Linked DNA regions of Ovis aries: regions 1 and 3 are each linked to region 2. A link is a contact called in public Hi-C data. All regions are on one chromosome and are shown on one strand. The core of a region is the stretch at or near the end of the contact, and the rest is flanking DNA. Distances in the headings are between cores, read along the strand shown. Region 1 holds the start of ELMO1 (engulfment and cell motility 1). Region 2 overlaps ELMO1 (engulfment and cell motility 1). Region 3 has its middle 64 kb from the start of ELMO1.

Region 1 (3,478 bases), core at 695-3,194, 170 kb after region 2:
CTTTGAAACAACCTTGGGCAGTAGGAAGGGAGGTGAGATACTATGGAAAACCATGATCAGAGGAGGCTGATGGTAATGGCCACTGACACCTTTTGGATCTGAAAGTGAACCTGAGTGGTATTAGGCCCCTCTAGTTCCCAAAGTTATCCTCAAAGAGTTGATATATAAATGCTGGTCATTAATTACTTTTATTTTATAGACCAAAAAAAGAACAACTTGAAAATTCACTCCCAAGTCACTGGCAGCCTTACCGTGGGGAGCACGGCGGCCTCTGTCTCAAGGGTGGAGAAACCCTTGCCACAGATTCTCTGAAATCTTAAATATAACGATTTAAGTTCGCATCATTTAAGGCCAGTGATGTTAGCAGGCCCAATTTGGGGGCACTGGGCATACAGAGTATGCCCTGCAAGGCTCCGGAGCTGTCCAGAGACCCGCAGAGTCGGGTCACTACCGGGGCCAAGCGATTGGCTTTAGGTCAACGCAGGTCCCACCGTCAACAACCCTTGTCCGGACCAGTCAATTTCAAACAGACCTAGGCGGCAGAGGGTCACTCGGCGGCGTGGACTCCACGGCTCCAGAGCCCCTCTGGGTCTCTCGGTCTCTCTCTCTCTCTCTCTCTCACACACACAGACACACAGACACACACACACACACACGCTCGCCGCCCTCGCGCGCGCCCGCGGCACCACACGGACTTCCCAACCCCAAACACACGCGCGCACCCGCACCCCACGGCCGGCTTGAGTTCTGTATTTCCTCTTCCTCAAAGCTACTCTTGCGATCTTAGCCGCCCCACTCCGCTTCGGATTCCAGGGCCCCCAGAGCTCGGCTACCTCCCTTCCCTGAAGGCGCGCCCGGTGCGCCCCTCCTCTGATGCCAGGATCATCCATCGACTTCCCCCACCTCCTTTCCGGGTCCCAGCCGGGACTTCTGAGTGTCCCCGGGAGGCGCGTATTTACTAACAGTCGTCCGGGGCTCCCAGCTGCCCCTGCCGCCCCTTCGCGTCCCTCCAGGCCCTCCACCCCTCTAGCCCATCACCGTCCCCTGCCAGGAGCGCGCTCGCCGGGGGATTCCCTCCCATCTTCGAGCGCCTGAGAAAAGCCGGGAGTCCTCGCTGCCAGTCTTTTCTCCCGCTCACCCTCTGTGGTGCCCAAGCCCCCAATCCCACTCTCCCTGTCCTGAGTCCCCAGTCCCCCGGCTCCAGCACCGCAACCCCAGGTCGACCCCCTGCAACCGGCCCTGGCCGAAACGTCTCGGCTGGTTCCCCGGTCACGAGCCCTGCGCCCCCTCCTCGGAGCCCCTCGCTCGGCTCCCATTCCTCCTGCCGCCTCCCCCTCTGCCCTGACTTCCCCAACTGCGGAGTGCCCAGGCGCGCCCGCAGCCTTCACCCCGCCGAGCCCGGGGCCACCCCCGCCTGCGACGCGGCGCCCCCAGAAAGGAAACAAAAGTCTCCGCGGCGCCCAGAGTCCCCCGGAGCAAGACGCCTCCTCCTCACCCCAGCCCCAGGTCCCTCCCGGGCCGCGCTGAGGTCAGCGAGTCAGGGCGCCACGCCAGCCCAGGAAACTTTACGAACCTGCCCGGGGTCGCAGGACGGCGGCGGCGAGGGTTCCCAGCGATAAGATCTCTGGCGACCCCGCGACTGTGGAAGGGGAGCCGGAGAGTCTGTCTCCCAGCTCAGGGCCCCGGCGGTGTGAGTGGCTCTGCCTCTATCTATCCCGTGCCCATCCTCGCCCGCTCTCGCTCGTCCGAGCACACGCACTTACACTCCGGGTCGGCCGGCTGCTGCGCCGCCGGCTGCCGCTGCTCTCACTTCCTCTTCCTTCCTCCTGCTGGCCAGAGACACATTTTGCATCTGCAAGGCATCCCGAGATTAGCCGCGAACTCTCCTACAGAGCAGACGCTGCGGAGTGGCCGCCGGCGCCCCCGGCACCTGCGCCGGGACCCGCGCGGTTGGCGCGTTCGCTTCCAGCCGGCGCCCTGCTGCCTGCCCACCGCACTTCCCCTGGGGGTTATGGGGGCGCCCACGACTTTTTGAAGTCCCCCTACTTAAAGAGAAATGTCAAACACTATGCACGCCTCAGTTCTGCTATAAATAATATGTGTGCAGAGCATGACTTCTCGGATGAGCTCACAAGCGGCGTTTTGCAGGCACTAATTAACTCCGTCACCCTCATAGCGCCACCTCCGGGAGGCCGGGAGTGCGTGGCATTTTTTTTACAAGCTCAATTTTGGCAGTTGGTTTGGGATTTTGAGGGGAAACTTCGGTGGGCCGGTTTTAAAGCTACTTGAAGAGGCTGATGTTTGTTTTGACGTTCTGCCTGGACTCTTGGACAGCGCGACAAAATTAACGACAGAACGTTTCCTCCTCCTCACAGTCACCTGTGCGCTTACAGACCACGGGATGTATTTCTCAACAATTAAGCCAGGGATTCCCTAATTTTGCATAACTTTGCATAAAGCAAGACGTTCTATCCCCAATTTGGTCTGTAAGGTTCATTATTTGATTCATACAACCTACTTTAGTCCTTTTCAAAGCAGAAATTAAGCACGATAATTGAGTTGCTGCCAGAAGGGAAATGACAGTTGTTGGAAGGTTGCAGGAGAAACACCTGGCCTCTCCAAATTCTGAAGTATCTATGCTGGCTCGACCAGAGAAGGAAAAGACAACTGCTATGCATTCCCTGCAAACTGGCAAAGGAGATAAAGTGGGACAGGGAGGCATTAGAATGTAAGCAAAGATGCTTTTTAGGTTTCAGTCCCACCCACTCCACCACCTAGGCCCCAAAGGAGATTTAAATTTTAACCCTGCACTGACTGCAGCCATGAAATTCAAAGATGCTTGCTCCTTGGAAGGAAAGCTATGATAAACCTAGACTGTATTAGAGAGCAAAGACATCACTTTGCCAACAAAAGTCCATGGTAGTCAAACCTGTTCACAGTAGTCATGTCCAGATGTGCGAATTGGACCATAAAGAAGGCTGACTGCCAAAGAATTGATTCTTTCAAATTGTGGTACTAGAGAAGACTCTTGAGAGTTGCTTGGACTGCAAGGAGGTCAAACCAATCACTGCTAAATAAAATTGACCCTAATTATTCATTGGAAAGGCTGATGCTGAAGCTGAAACTCCAATACTTTGGCCACCTGATGCAAAGAGCCAACTCTTTGGAAAAGACCCTGATGCTGGGAAAGATTGAGTGCAAGAGGGGACAGAGGCGGCAGAGGATGAGATGGTTAGATAACATCACCGACTTAATGGACATGAATTTGAGCAAACTCTGGGAGAGAGTGAAGGATGGGGAAGCCTGGTGTGCTACAGTTCATGGGGTCAAAAACAGTTGAACACGTCTTAGCGACTGCATAGTAACTGTCCATTAGTAGCCAAGAGCTCCAAGCAGCTATTGAATGCTTGAAACATGGCTAGTGCTAAGATGTTCTGTAAGTGTAAAATAGACACTAGACTTCATGTGAAAATAGAAG
Region 2 (3,194 bases), core at 376-2,875:
TCTCACTTCTTACCTGGGGAATCCGGTACAAGTGACAGAGCTGCCCTCTGTGTCAGCTTGTTCGTGTGTAAAATAAGGATAGCGCCTGTCTCCTAAGGCTATTCTGAGGATTAACTAAAATAATCCATTTAAAGTGCTTAGGACAGAGAACGGCACCTTGCAAACACTCATGAAAAAAGTTAGCTCATGAAAAAAGTTTATTATTAAGTGTAAAAATAACATCCGAAAAGCACATTGCTGCATATACTTATTTGTTTTGAGCTAGTCTCTATATGTAATCCAGCCAGTAAAAATAATAGTGCCATCTAGGCAATCCTGAGTCTCAGACTTCAGGAAGTCAACAGCACATATCCAGCGGGATAACAAATGCTATCAACCATACGCCTATTCCATCAGCAGATCAGCACGGCTGAGGGGAGGTCTGGCACACAGCATGCTCCACATCAAAGGCTGAGGACCTGGCACCCACTCTTTTATCATACTCTCGGGCCTCTACGTCTGTTTCAGAAGGGACTTCTTTGATGCAGTCGTCCAAGCATCCAGCAAGCGGGGTGTGTGTGTGTGTGTGTGTGTGTGAGAGAGAGAGAGATTTTACTTACTTATCCTGCCCATTGGCTGTGTCCCTCTACCTCCTGTCCATTCCCTCCAGTTTACCCTGACCAATTCACCTCCATCCGCTGATACGCTGCCCCAGCTGGCATGGATCCATTCCTCCTTAGTGAACTGAGAAATACTCTAGCCAGCTTTGTCTGATCAACAGGTTATATCAGTGACCTTTGGTAAGCAGATTTCAACAGGATCAATCCAGCAGCATTCAATAGAGGCACCCTTCTCAGGCCAGACAAGGAACATCATTAAATGACTTATAAAAGCATGTGTGTGTGCATGGCAGGGGTACTTCCCTGATGGTCCAGGGATTAAGGAAGAAAAAAAAAAAAAAAGACTTTGTACTTCCAATGCAGGGATTGCAAGTTTGATCTCTGATTGGGGAACTAAGATCCCACATGCCTTGTGGTGTGGCCAAAGAAAAAAAAAATAAATTTTAAATTTAAAAAAATTAATAAATAAAAAATTTAAAAGATATGTTCTTTAAAGAAAAGCATGTGGGGGAAGGAACAGCAACAACAAAAAAAGTGAACTCCCTCCCTCCAAACAGAGAGGGGGATTCTGCAAAACTAAAGAATGTATTCATCAACTCACAGAGCCAAGAAACTGTCCCATGCCCCTCTCTGGGAAATCAGCCTTTAATCCCTGATTCTCATGGGATCTTCATACCACTGGCTTGAGAATCACCATGAGTATTAAAATGCAGATTTCTGGGACTCCCCAGCCCACCAAGCCACACACTCAGAGGCCTCAGCAGCTACATTTTCACTATGCTTGCAAATAATTCTGCTGCACAGTAAAGTTTAGAATCATCCCGGTCTAATTCATAAGACCATGCAGCACATTTAGAGTCAGTGTTTGGAATTTCAAGGTAATAAAGTAAGGCAAACAAGACTAATGGCAGCTCCTCAAAAATGAAGAGAGAGCAGCAGAAAGAACATTTCTGCAGAGAATGTCCTAAAGTAACAGCACACAATGTACGGGAAGAATGACAAGGGGCCCAGTGAAAGCTGCTAAACCCCGCTGTCACAGCTACTGCCACCCAGCAGTGGCAGACTGTACTAGCCCCTGACATTCACAAGCATCTCCATAGGATGTCTTTGTGCTTCTTCACAGAACCAGCTCAGTGACTCGGCCTCTGTGTGAATCGGATAATAAGATTCCTCAGAAAAATGTCACTGTTGTCATATTTTTCCTTCTGAAATTTTGTTTATCTCAGTAGGCCAACTTTCTATGTAGCCAGGCAATGTTAAGAATTATTCCCTGGTCCAAAATTCCAAATTCTACCCCCTTCCTGTGACTGAGAAAGGAAAGCAGGAGGTCAGAGGGGGAGGGGGCACTCACGACCAGACCCCTCAAGTCCAGGCAGCTTCAGGACCTTTTCTCTGGTTCTGCCTTTGTCTGTCACTGTCTCTCTCTCCTGATGTGATGGGGTCCTTACTTTGGAAATAATACCAGGAAATAACGCCGTCCTTTGCATCCATTACTCAGTCATCACAGAGGCTGATTTTTCACTGTAAACCTGATCCTTTCTATCCTTTATGTGTCCATTTGCATGATCTTCAAATCTCTGGGCTGAGGGAAATAACTGAGGACCACATATGACATGCCGGTTGCCAGGTTACCGAGCAATGCCTCTAGACAGAGGACTACAGGTCTAACATTTGAGGAGGAGCATAGAAAACTAAAATAAATCTGAACCCCCAAAGGCCAGGAGGAAAAGGCTGAGAGGTGAGGTGGGGAAAAAGAATAAGAAAGATAGGGTGGCAAACTCTTCTAAATGCACATTTCCCATAATTCATATTGCAGACTTCCCTGGGGTCCTTACCATCAAGGACCATGTTCCTTCCCAGCCCCACACCCCAGCTCCATATAGCTGTAGCAATTCATCATCACCCACGGATGGAAGGAGCTGGATTTGACTTCTTTCCACTCTTTTTTCATGCCACTAACTAGATTCTATGCTCAGTTATTGTCTTTCTTTAATCAATTTATTTTTCATAACACTCATGTACCATTCACACAATTCCCCAAAGGAAAAGAAGATAGACAAGACAGGTGATAAGGAATATTTGGCTAATTACCTATCTGTGCTGTGTAAACACAGACCACGTTAGGGGAGGGCCTGTTCCATCAGAATGCTTTGTTCTCTTTCTACCTGTAATAAGATCTGGGTAAAAGGAGTGGAGAAAAGCTGGTAGACAGTCCTCAGGAGCCCAGGGAATCTGTGGGATGTAGTGATCCCAGGGGAGGAGCCAGAGGAGAATGCCTGTCCCCCTTTTCGTTTTCATCAACTGCTTGTAGGAGACAAAGAACAATGTTTTCTGGAAAAGAACATGCTTATCTTAAAGGAATAGGCACTATTAGATTTCACTGCTGCTTGGAAAGAGGCACCTTTTAGAAAGCCAGGGAAGATGCTTGCTTTCTCAGCCAATTTCATATGGCAAGAGTGAGACACATCTACCTTTGCCTGGTATCTGGGCCCTAGGACCAAAAGCTCAGGGTAGAACCCAATCCATGTCTCTGTCCCTCTAACATCCTAGAGAAGAACTGATTAAGTCCAATCTGTTAAGAAGTAATAAAAGGTC
Region 3 (3,398 bases), core at 518-3,017, 240 kb after region 2:
ACGCCATGTGTCACCATGATTTCCATATGGGAGCCCTCCCTTCCCCACAATGATGTTTATTTGGTCTGTACAATTTGTTTAGATTCTCCTCATGGAAATTCAGGATTTGGGGTTTTGAAAATAACTCTTCCAGAGCTCCTACATGTGGTGAACTCCACAAGAAAGTGGGTTTTCCTGAACCTTATGGTAAACCAAGCAATTACCATATATAGAAAGGCAACCGAACTTAGAGGGACATCGACTCATCTTTATGTTGCCACATAACACACAGTACAAGGTAACTCAACTCAAGAGGATGTGCAGCCTCTGAGAGGCCTGAGGGCTATTCAGTGGTCTAGTTCTTTTTTGGTCTCCGAGCTTTCCACCCTTATGCCCTCTCACTCTCCCCTCACCTTGACTCTGAAAAAGGAAGAGGGAACATTCTGGAGACAGAAATTAAATTAATTAAGCCTATCCTACCGCTCTTAGTGATGGGTTCCCCCGTCATTTCTTTTCTATAGAAAAAGGCTCATGGTTCACACACTGGGTCTTTGAGAGCAGCAGTATTCCACTGCTGGACAAAGAGAAAAATAGTTTTCTTTTCTACTTGGGGGGTGGGGGGCAGAATTGATGCAGGGGACACGTGACTGTCAGCTCACTCAGGATATGCACAGAGGAATTTCAGACTGCTTTAGACGTTATAAGATTGTAAGTTAACAGCCAACAGAGGTATTTACGGAAATTAGACCATCTTTCCAGTCATTTATCAGTGTGCCTCCAATTCCCATTGCAAGGCAGGTGAAATAATAACGGGTTTGGGGAACTTGAATTATATTCAATGCAGGAAAGAGAAAGCTATCTGCTTCTAGATTATCCAAATAAAGGGAAGAACTAGAATTGCCTGGGCAGATAATGCTGCTGCCCTCAGTTTTAACTGGGGGAGGATTCCGTGCAGCCTCCCAGGGAGAAGGCAGAGAGCTAAGGCTCACTGATATTACACAAAACCCTCCTGGAGAATCCCAGTGCCAGCCCTGAGCCTCCCAGGCTGCTGGAGACCAGAAGTCAAAAAACTTCTGGTCAAAAATCAAAAAAAGTAAAAAATCTGCAACCTTAAATGCGACAGCAACGAGTTTGACTTCCTTTGAGAGAGGAGAGAGAAAACTCTTGTCATAAAAATGCTGCTCTCTGCCTTTAAAATGATTCCCTTGGTGTTTTAAAATAATAAAATGGCAATATCCTTTTAAGCCAAAGAGCAATCTCCCCAAAGTAATTACTGCGCATCAAGGATAATTGAAAATATGTAGAAAATTGAGGGAAAGAAAAGGTATCTCTTCCGTTAAAGTGAATGTAAATGGCAGCACTTTTATGGCATTTGGTTATGACAGTGTAGCTCACAGCTGCCAAGAAGGAAAACACCGAAATACCTGAATCCCATTAATTTTACAATAGTATTTCCATAGGGCTTCCACTGAGACTTAGTCTAGTTCTTACTGTCCTTTCGTGGGAACACCAATACAATTATTCACGGAGAACTTTGCAAGAAAAGTTGGAACTTGGCACCACCAGAAAAACCAGCACAGAGCAGTTATTTCCATGTCATTTAAATGATGTGATTAACTCAGTGGAAGAATTATTTATCCTCTGTCCTCTAATGTGTTGTCTTAGAAAGACTTTCTCTTTGAAAGACAATACCATTCATTAAGCAGCAAATTAGAAAATGAACACACAGCCAAAAGTGAAGGTGAAACACCTCCTTGACTCTCTTCTGCCCTCTGCTGGGCACTGTGTATCTCCTCTTTGTCCAGGGGGATTAAAAAAAAGGGTATTTTCCCATCTCAAATCTTTCCAAAAGATAGTGTCGAGGTGGGTCTGGATGTGACGAATCACTCTATTCTGACGGATCTTGTAGGTAAATTTCTTAAGAGTGCGTCAAGTGTTTACTTGTTGTGTTTCTATTTGTTTAAATTATGCATCAGTTCAGTTCAGTTCAGTAGCTCAGTCGTGTTTGACTCTTTGCGACCCCATGGACTGAGGCACGCCAGGCCTCCCTGTCCATCACCAACTCCCGGAGTTTACTCCAGCTCATGTCCATTGAGTCAGTGATGCCATCCAACCATCTCATCCCCTGTCGTCCCCTTCTCCTCCTGCCCTCAATCTTTCCCAGCATCAGTGTCTTTTCAAATAAGTCAGCTCTTCGCATGAGGTGGCCAAAGTATTGGAGTTTCTGCGTCAGCATCAGTCCTTCCAATGAACACCCAGGACTGATCTCCTTTAGGATGGACTGTTTGGATCTCCTTGCAGTCCAAGGGACTCTCAAGAGTCTTCAACACCACAGTTCAAAAGCATCAATTCTTCAGCTCTCAGCTTTCTTTATAGTCCAACTCTAATATACAGCACATAAAATTTACCATTTTAACAGTACACGGTTCAGTGGCACTAAGTACATTCCCATTGTTGTGACACCATCACCACCATCCATCATCAGAATTTTTTGCATCTTGCTAAACTGAAATTCTATATCCATTAAACACAACTCCCCACCGCCCCTCCCCACCCCCTACACCTGGAACCCACGATGACCACTCTTCTGCATTCTGTCTCTATGAATTTGACTATCCTAAGTACCTCCATATAGTATTTGTCCATTTGCAATCATGTGTTAATTATTACTTATAATAAAGAAGTAAAAGCATATGTAGGTAACAGTGAGGGGAGATGAAACAGAGTATATAACTAGTATGTATTTGACAAGCATGTGAAGGAGACAGGAAGTCAACATAAGCAGAGTGGCAAATAGAGAGCAGAATCACAACTCCTGGCAGGTCCTTCACTCTTACAACCCTGTGGCAGCTAAAGTGCACGAGGACACAGCTGAATAGGAGGCAGAGCTTGGTTTGAGCTAGGATTTTCAGATTCCAAAGTTTCACTGCATTGGTATTTTTATCAACCAGTATCCTCCAGGGCACCTCCTTACCTTTTACAACATTAAGAAATTCCCCAGGGGTAAAGAACATGTCTCGTCCTTACTGTTCTCTCATGCATGGAGTGAACTATCAGTTCATTTAGTATGTTTGGCCCTGAGACCTGAATCTTAAATATCTCTCATCTCACTTTTTGTCTGAAGCACTGTAGCAGAAGGGTGGTTCCTGACTTTAAGCTTGGACTCATTCAAGGCTCCAAGATCTTGACAGTCACTGTCATCTTGGTCTACTCCATTTTAGAAAGATGCTCTGCAGGTGCCTGAGAGGTTTCTAACCTGGAGATCTGTAGAATCAACCCAAGAATTAGTTGAGACAAACTGGGTCTACAGGAGGTTCCCTTTTTATTAAATGCAGGTATAGCCAACAAGCAGGCAACAAAGAGAAAACTAATTTTAGGTTTGATGAACAGCACACCTTGTTGCTGTCCCTTTGGAGAAC

What was found. Hi-C and Micro-C count contacts between places; a contact is called where the count stands out from the background.
Region 1: a Hi-C map of hypothalamus shows a contact between it and region 2, with 5 times the contacts expected there. The contact joins the promoter of ELMO1 here to the enhancer-like site in region 2. A contact is called at or near these places in 3 of 16 Hi-C or Micro-C datasets (hypothalamus, omental adipose tissue and tail adipose tissue).
Region 3: a contact with region 2 is called in a Hi-C map of hypothalamus, with 5 times the contacts expected there. The contact joins two enhancer-like sites. A contact is called at or near these places in 7 of 16 Hi-C or Micro-C datasets (blood, hypothalamus, liver and 3 more).

What each region holds. Positions count from the first base shown.
Region 1 is chr4:61,460,057-61,463,534 of ARS-UI_Ramb_v3.0, reverse strand. ELMO1 (engulfment and cell motility 1) reads right to left here and starts at 1,944. Exons shown (of 23, transcript XM_060414767.1): 1 at 1,764-1,944.
Region 2 is chr4:61,633,347-61,636,540 of ARS-UI_Ramb_v3.0, reverse strand. All of the region lies in intron 5 of ELMO1 (engulfment and cell motility 1), which reads right to left. Among named protein-coding and RNA genes, the nearest start is that of ELMO1, 170 kb to the right of the region's middle. Within about 2 kb of position 1,625, at least 10 of the 54 cell types and tissues checked have an H3K27ac peak or open chromatin away from gene starts, as enhancers often do. A contact at or near this core is called in hypothalamus, where this site is marked.
Region 3 is chr4:61,395,575-61,398,972 of ARS-UI_Ramb_v3.0, reverse strand. No RefSeq gene overlaps it. Among named protein-coding and RNA genes, the nearest start is that of ELMO1, 64 kb to the left of the region's middle. Within about 2 kb of position 1,767, at least 5 of the 54 cell types and tissues checked have an H3K27ac peak or open chromatin away from gene starts, as enhancers often do. A contact at or near this core is called in hypothalamus, where this site is marked.